Regions from separate parts of the Mus musculus genome. Here region 1 is linked to region 2. The links are chromatin contacts, called in public Hi-C maps. All regions are on one chromosome and are shown on one strand. The core of a region is the stretch at or near the end of the contact, and the rest is flanking DNA. Distances in the headings are between cores, read along the strand shown. Region 1 has its middle 82 kb from the start of Gm35330. Region 2 has its middle 58 kb from the start of Akr1e1.

Evidence for each region. A called contact is a pair of places that touch in the nucleus more often than the background predicts.
Region 1: a Hi-C map of cortical neurons shows a contact between it and region 2, with 4 times the contacts expected there. The contact joins two enhancer-like sites. A contact is called at or near these places in 2 of 484 Hi-C or Micro-C datasets (bone marrow-derived macrophages and cortical neurons).

Annotation. Positions count from the first base shown.
Region 1 is chr13:5,640,565-5,644,832 of GRCm38.p6, reverse strand. No RefSeq gene overlaps it. Among named protein-coding and RNA genes, the nearest start is that of Gm35330, 82 kb to the left of the region's middle. Within about 2 kb of position 2,457, at least 4 of the 459 cell types and tissues checked have an H3K27ac peak or open chromatin away from gene starts, as enhancers often do. A contact at or near this core is called in cortical neurons, where this site is marked.
Region 2 is chr13:4,664,657-4,669,113 of GRCm38.p6, reverse strand. No RefSeq gene overlaps it. Among named protein-coding and RNA genes, the nearest start is that of Akr1e1, 58 kb to the right of the region's middle. Within about 2 kb of position 2,158, at least 20 of the 459 cell types and tissues checked have an H3K27ac peak or open chromatin away from gene starts, as enhancers often do. A contact at or near this core is called in cortical neurons, where this site is marked.

The DNA.
Region 1 (4,268 bases), core at 1,208-3,707, 980 kb before region 2:
AAAAACCCCATTAAAAATGGGGCTCAGAACTGAACAAAGAATTCTCACCTGAGGAATACTGAATGGCAGAGAAGCACCTGAAAAAATGTTCAACATCCTTAATCATCAGGGAAATGCAAATCAAAACAACCCTGAGATTCCACCTCACACCAGTCAGAATGGCTAAGATCAAAAATTCAGGTGACAGCAGATGCTGGCGAGGATGTGGAGAAAGAGGAACACTCCTCCATTGTTGGTGGGATTGCAGGCTTGTACAACCACTATGGAAATCAGTCTGGCGGTTCCTCAGAGAATTGGACATAGTACTACCGGAGGATCCAGCAATACCTCTCCTGGGCATATATCCAGAAGATGCCCCAACCGGTAAGAAGGACACATGCTCCACTATGTTCATAGCAGCCTTATTTATAATAGCCAGAAGCTGGAAAGAACCTAGATGCCCCTCAACAGGGGAATGGATACAGAAAATGTGGTACATTTACACAATGGAGTACTACTCAGCTATTAAAAAGAATGAATTTATGAAATTCCTAGCCAAATGGATGGACCTGGAGGGCATCATCCTGAGTGAGGTAACACATTCACAAAGGAACTCACACAATATGTACTCACTGATAAGTGGATATTAGCCCAAAACCTAGGATACCCAAGATATAAGATACAATTTGCTAAACACATGAAACTCAAGAAGAATGAAGACTGAAGTGTGGACACTATGCCCCTCCTTAGAATTGGGAACAAAACACCCATGGAAGGAGTTACAGAGACAAAGTTTGGAGCTGAGACGAAAGGATGGACCATGTAGAGACTGCCATATCCAGGGATCCACCCCATAATCAGCTTCCAAACGCTGACACCATTGCATACACTAGCAAGATTTTATCGAAAGGACCCAGATGTGGCTGTCTCTTGTGAGACTATGCCGGGGCCTAGCAAACACAGAAGTAGATGCTCATAGTCAGCTATTGGATGGATCACAGGGCTCCCAATGGAGGAGCTAGAGAAAGTAGCCAAGGAGCTAAAGGGATCTGCAACCCTATACGTGGAACAACATTATGAACTAACCAGTACCCCGGAGCTCTTGACTCTAGCTGCATATGTATCAAAAGATGGCCTAGTCAGCCATCACTGGAAAGAGAGGCCCATTGGACACGCAAACTGTACATGCCCCAGGATAGGGGAACGCCAGGGCCAAAAAAAAAAAAAAAAAAAAAAAAGGGAATGGGTGTGTAGGGAAGTGGGTGGGAGGGTATGGGGGACTTTTGGGATAGCATTGGAAATGTAATTGAGGAAAATATGTAATAAAAAAATTAAAAAAAGAAAAAAAAAGAAAATGCAGTCAGTATTACTGTCATTATCACAATCCTTGGCATAACCATTTTGTCAGCAGTGTTTAGTACTTTAAGGGCCTTCTTTTTATCTTTCTTCAACTATCTTCTGGAGGATAAGGAACAATAGATATGCAGTGAGTGGAAAGGTCAGTCTGGTTGCCCAAAAAGTCAAGCACTTAAGACACAAAAAAAAGTAATGAGACATCTTACTCTAGTGAAATATTTTCTGCTTTAAAACCATTTATTAACGTATTCAGTGGCATTTTAAAGAAAATTCTTAACTAAATAGTCTTTGGTAAATATGGATTTAATCTGAGTCCCTTCTCAAGTGCTATTCTTTGCTGCTGTGAAGGTAATGACTCTTTTTGGGTAATGCCATGCTCATGTGATTTTCAAAGGTGCAAAGATATTATAAAATCCATGCATAGAGAAAAATGGAACATGGAAAGATTAGAACACCAATTGATAATAATAATTTTATCAAATTGCTTTGTGCCTAGGTTTAGTGCTTTAACCACTAAACCAAATCTCTTTTGACATTGTTTGGTTAAGCAGCACTGCCTAGCATTTCCTTTAATACATCTTTTAAACATGTTTTAGAGATGTGTTTGACCCATATAAGTCACAGAGGGCTTGGGCTGTACCCATAGATGTATAAGATATTCACCTAAGATAGTTTCTTTTAAGAACAAAATTCATACTGAACATTCATGCAAAGATTGTACTCTCCCTGCGGAATCATGTTTGTTTCATTAGAACACTAATGTTTTAAAGCATTAAGCAGTGAAAATCAAACCAAGCTCCCAAAATTCACATAAGCATTCTTATTATGTGTTACATGTCTTTAAAACAGTACCCAGAACTTCCTGTGTCTGTGTATGTATCTCTATTTACAAAATGATCAGTATTTTTGAGGGTCTTTATTCTGCAATGCCTGCTTTCAATTTGGGGAATCAATAAATATAATTAACATTTATATGTCTTTATTTATGTGATATATAAATGCCTTGAACAGTATGTTAAAATTGAGCCAGAAAAAAAGAGACACAACTGTGATTATGGTTTCTAAAATTGGACTTATATTTCCAGACCTCTGTTGCTATGGCAATGACAAAGGTATTCTTGTAATTCATCAAAAATGTATTTCATTCATAGAGTACTTACATTTCAGAACTGTGTGTGAAGATTAAAGGAGTTCAAGCATGCAAAACCCTTAGCACGGGTCCCACAGAAGAAACACATAACGAATGCTAATGCTGGTAATACTGATGCCTCTTTAATTCACCAAGGACCGACTGAATACTTCTGCATACTGCATGTTAGTTTAAACAATACAAAAAGAGGACAAAATTATACAGCACAATCTCTGATGGAATTTGCTCTTTTCTTAGTGATCAGGCTTAAAAATAAAGAAGGTGAGAAAACAAGAAAAAGGGATAATCGTAAATGAGGATGTCATTAGAAAATGACTAATGGCTTAGCACCCTCAGTTAATGGTCACGGAGGTCTAATCGTGATGCACACAGTGTGTTGAGCAGTATATGCTTTCTCTCATGCACACTCCACAGCAGTCCTCTCTGCAGATAGGGAAAGTGAGGCATAGGAAGTAACTGGCTGAACACCAGGAGTTGGGACCATAGGCATGCCAGTGTATCTTCCATCTTCTATCCTGCGATCTCACACTGGTGACCATTCACTTTGCAAAGTTGTGAATGAGAGCTCATCCCATAATGGCTCAGAGACCCTTGATTAACAGTGCAGGTTTTCAATGCCTTGATCTCTTATGCTATACTAAATGCATAAACAGTTCCCATACTTTGGAGTTCTGAGCCAGATTTTCTGAACAATGGCAACTGTGCCTGGGTAGATTTGGGATGCTCTGGGGCTGAGGTTATCTAAGTCCACTGAAGTAAACAATAATTGGTCTTTCTGCATTCCACACTAATAAAGTTAAGTCCAGTGTAGAAGGTAATTGATGCTATTCTCTAGCTTCTGAAATTGATTTGAACCAGATGCCCAAATTTAATATTTTCTGTATTTCTTCATTGAGTCATCTTCTCTGTGCAGCTCAGATCTGTGTTAAGATGTCTACCTGGAATTATCATATTGTTTTCACAGTACCTTCAAATTTTAAATTCAATGACAAAACTTACATTCTGATAACAGCATACAAAACAAAGATTAGAATCTAATGCTTAAAATGACATTGCGTTATTATTGAACGCTTAGTTGTCTTCTGACCAGCAGTCCACACGAGGCTTGTATTTCTCATCTTGGGGCAAAAGTGGCTTCATATTAGAACAGCTGTCTGGAGAGTTTTTGTTTTCATTTGTTTGGTTGGATGGGTTTGGTTTTGCTTTTGTTTAAGTCAAGGTTTCTTTGGGTAGCCTGAGCTATCCTAGAATTCACTATACATCCCCAACTCCCTGTCTCAGTTTCTTTATTTCTAGTATTGCTGAAGTGAGTTATTCTATCAAGGTTTGAAGTAAGTTGAGTTATAATTATGTTATAAATTTTGTAATTTTCATTATTAATACTCTCTTTCTGTGTGTATGTATGTGTTTTTTGTGTGTGCATGCATGTGCTCCAAGCATGTGTGTAGACATCATAAGACACCATTTGGGAGTTAGTTCTTTTCTTCCTTTTTAGGCAGGGTCTCTCTTGCTGTTTTTATTGTGCTGGATAGTCCAGGCTTCTGTTATCTCCATGGACCTTTGGACAATTTTCCTATCTCTGCCTCTACTCTGAATAGGAATGCTGGGGTGACAGATACATGCTACCACATTGGACTTTTTGTCACAAGCTTCAGAGATCAAACTCAGGCCCTCAGGTTTTTGCTGCAAGTGCTTGTACATGCTGAGCCACTTACCAGCCCCTGATCCCAGGTTTCTTGAATATGTCCCAATTCCATGGTTTCTGGCTGTTCTATTTTCTCTC
Region 2 (4,457 bases), core at 909-3,408:
GTCCGTACACACATTAGGGTTGACAACTGAGGATTGAGGCATTATTATTGAAGAAAGCTGATTTTCTCTCCTTTGCAGCCATCAACTGCCCTCATCTAGGGGTGTCCTTGTGAAGCTTTTCTCCACCAATGGTGCCATGCCAACTGCCATGAAGTTTGCAGGTATTGTACAGGACACTTTATTGTTGAGAGGTGACAGATGCAGGCTGAGTACCAGGTCACAGCTGTAAGAGTGCTCTGTGGACATGAAAGGAATGTAGCTTTGTTGTGTGTGTGTGTGTGTTTTTTTTTTTAAATGTATTCCTCATTATGACACGTAGCAACTCTGTTTAATGTTAAAATGCCACTCCAATTTTACTGGATGACAAAAACCATTAGCCATTGTGTGGTTTGGGTTAAGTACTGGATCTTCAGTGTTTAGGACATAAAGAATAAAGGGTTCAATGTGACCATCCCCTCTCCCTGATGCCTAGTGATTATGAGGCCACTCTGGGAAAAATAAGATATGTCTTTAAAAGAAAAAAAAACAGAAATAAAAGCAACAAAACATATATTTTCTGTGGATTAAAACAAACAACAACCAAAAAAAAGAGGAAAGAAAGAGAAAAAAAGTAGATAAGAATTTTTCTTCAACAATTTTGATTTTCTAGAAATTCTTTTTTCTCACCTATCCTGGTTACTTTAATAGTCAACTTCAGAGTCATTTGAGAAAAGAGGCCTTAAATGAGGAATGCCTTTGATAAGCTGAAAGTATGCAGGAATTTTCTAGAGGACTTGTCTTAATGGTCAATTGATATTGGGGACCCAGAATACTGTGAGCAGCATAATTCCCTAGGCTGGTGGTCCTGATATGTGTAAAAAATCTGTGCATGAGCCTGTGAGTAAACCCGCAAACAACATTCTTCCATGATTTCTACTTCAAGTTCTGACTTCAGTTTCTGCCTGGAATTACTTCGGTGATGTATTTTAAAGTACGAGACGAATTAAACCCTTTTCTTTTCTATACTGCTTTTGATCATTGTTTTATCACAGCAGCAGAAAGGAAACAAAAGCATCACTTTCGTAAGAAGGGTGTTTAATTAATCATTTTCAACAGAAATTATCATTTACAATCTGGCAGAGAACTTTTATAATAGTTGGCATTATCATCATGAAAAAATGAGAAATAAATTAATTTTAACATACTAATTGTACTTACTTGTTAGTAATTTCATATGCTAACTATTCTCCAGAGGCTGGCCGCACCTTCATGGATGAGGTAATTATCTGAAGTCCATGGCTATCATCAACTTTCTGTCATGTTAATTTATCAGCTGTGGTGATTACTATTGATAGAATGTATGTTCCTTCTGACCTCAACCTCCCATTATGCCTTTCTTTCTATAATATAAGCATGATTTTCAATATGAATGCTTACACTGTGAATAGTATACGTCCATTACCCTTTAGCAACATTGTCAAAGTTATATCTTCCTAATCATTTCTTTTACTGTGAAATCGGTTGACTCTACAGGAAACATCTTCACAGTCTGAATTAAATGTGTGAACAACAGCTCTTTCTCTTTACTACAGAAATAGCTAGAGGGTGGACAGGAAACATTTGGCAAAATGTCTTTCTCAGGTCACACAACACAAACGGAAGGAAGCTATGTTCTCACTGAAAATGCCATTCCTCAAATGACTTATGTCTCAGAAAATGTGACCAATGCACTAAATAAACATAGATAGACATATATTTTCATTAATGATCACATACCTCCCAAATTTTTATTACGTGGCTGGTAGAGAACTCAACTAACAATATGGCTAATTCTATCCATCATGGATGTATTTAAGTAAGGTGCTCTCTAAGCACCTCCACTGTAGGTAGTTCAAGGTCACAAATCTCAGATTTCATAGCCATTAAAGCAAGACTTGTACCAGGAAGACCTTAAGATGGGGGGGTGGGGGGAATCAGATATTATGTTAACAGTGGTATAATTACTTTAGCACGATTATTAAATGTTTCGTGGTTATATTTTTAAAGATTAATTTTCAATAATTTCTTATTTTAGGACCATTAAGAACTCATAGGCAATGAGAGGGAATGATTGACATTTTCTGTCAGAGGTAAATTTAAAATGGGCTGTTGCGCCATCTGCTGGCAGTTCTAAAGCCATCCAATTGAGAAGCTAATCTCGTTCACATTTTTAACAGCGTGTTTCATTTTTACCCCTGCTCTCTCTCTCTCTCTGGCAAGGCTTTCAAAAATGCTTTCTGAACCTCATGTAAGGTGAGCATAAATGCCAATAACTATGATTCTTTAAAAAATAATGTGAAGTTGTGAGCTTTACATCACATGCATTATTCGTCTTTTCACGTGTTTTAATGAGGTACAGAATTTTTCTTTTTTAAACGCATACCACTTTGGATTTTTTGGTATAAAAAAATGGATCATTTGGACGCTGACAACTAGTATTTAAAATGGAACCTCCCACCCCCAACTCAAGTCTCACTCCAGGAAGCTAAAAGCTGCAAAATGAAGCGGCTTCCCTGGCTACAATCATCTAACCATACTTTTTCCCATAGGCATGCTAACAGAGTCTTTCCCAAAATGACACTTTGTGATGTGTCATACATATGCATGATTCCATCCTGCCAAGGAGCAGGAAGCAACGCAAGTGCTTTTCTGAAAGGGATGATTTGAGTCAAAGTTGTGATGAATACAAGTACATTAATGAACAAAGAACAAAGGAAATTCCTTTCCATAAAAAAAAAAAAAAAAGAATGCATTTTTTTGGTATAACATCAAAGAGATAATTAAAAAGCATAGTTCTTTATTTGACATTGTGCATCTCTTTGAACTGTCAGGATACACAGGGAATGGTGTTTTGTGTCTATGGAAAGGGAGAAGAAATGTGTCTCTTTTAGGGTAAATAAAAGGGGCACATAGTTTTGGTGACTTTAAATAATTCTAATATTGAAAAAACATACCCTTATTCTCCCATTACCAATCACTGAAAATAAACAGCAAGTTTTGGGGAAGGTCCACTTCATCAAGTTTGCAGAATTGCTACCTCAGAACATGTTCCACGGTCAGCTGAAAGTGACTTGAGAAGAGTAAAGATATCGATAAATTCTGGAATCAAAAATCTGTCCTTGAATTAGGACACAGAGGACAATTCTACAAATGTTACATAACCATATGCAGTGTTTGGAAACAATCATGAAACTAAACAGCTAAACTGCTGATATACACTGTGGTCATGACTGTAAGCAAATTTTTTTTTTAAATGAATCCTTATTTAATACATCCCATGAAGAATGGCTAACAGGTCCATGACAGAGCTTTGTGAAAACAGTTAAGGATCTTCATGAGAATGGGAGCCTTGGGAGTTGAAACTCCCTCTGAGACCTGGACCATTGGTGATGTCTTTACAAGGATGGCAAGGCTATGCTTCAGAAAATGCAAATCCCTTTTAGCTTCTATGAAATACTTCATTAGTATGAATATAGTGGTGCAGTTTGGATTGCCAACCCCAATCCCATCATTTCCTTTGTCTCCACACTCCCTTCCATCTACCTCTACTTAGAAACAGTAGTACATTGGTACATGGATATAAAATAAAGCAATAATTATCAGTCACAAATAAATTCACTACAGGAACCCCCTGAATATGATGTATATTCCCTTCTGGGGCTAAATACCATTTTGTTTCTGAAGTCAACAACAATAACCAAATAACCCAGTGCTTCCAAAAACTAACAAATACTCATTTCCATTTCTCCAGCTCTAGTTGAGTGGCTGGGTTGACTATGTTCCTCTTTTGGTTGCTTTCGAGTTTATATGAATTTAATGGGTGGGGTAAATATTTACAGTCAAGCATGAGTGTATCCACAGGACAATCACCTTGGCCCAGATCTCAAGAGGTTTAACATATTAAGGCTGACCAGGGAAAACAATCAAAATATCAATAAGGGCGCAATCAAATCCTGCTAAGGGCTATAGAAGCCATGTCTATTAAAAAAGTCAGTGAACAGGAAGACACTGGAAACCCATCAGATAACCCAGTTAATCTTTTTTATTCTCACATAGCATGAAACCAAAGGGAATTTTCAAGAACCAATCTAAGTGTGGACAAATTATAAAATGCTAAATAAAATTTTAAATACAAATTTACTATAGTCAAACATGCAAAGACATAAATTTATCAGCGATAATATTTTTATTCAAAATGTAATCACACTGATCCTTTGGAATCTGTTCTTATGTTGACTTAAAAATAATAGTCAACTTTATAGTGTACAGAAATCCCCTTTAAAATCCTCCCCATTCAAATATCATTCCCACTTTCTCAGTTCTATCTTTAAGGTCACTGACTGACAATGTGACCACAGAGACTCAGAATTATGCTTGCTAGATGTTTACATCTTTCTTTCAAAAATGAGGGAGGGAGTAATACACCTCAGGCTTTACAT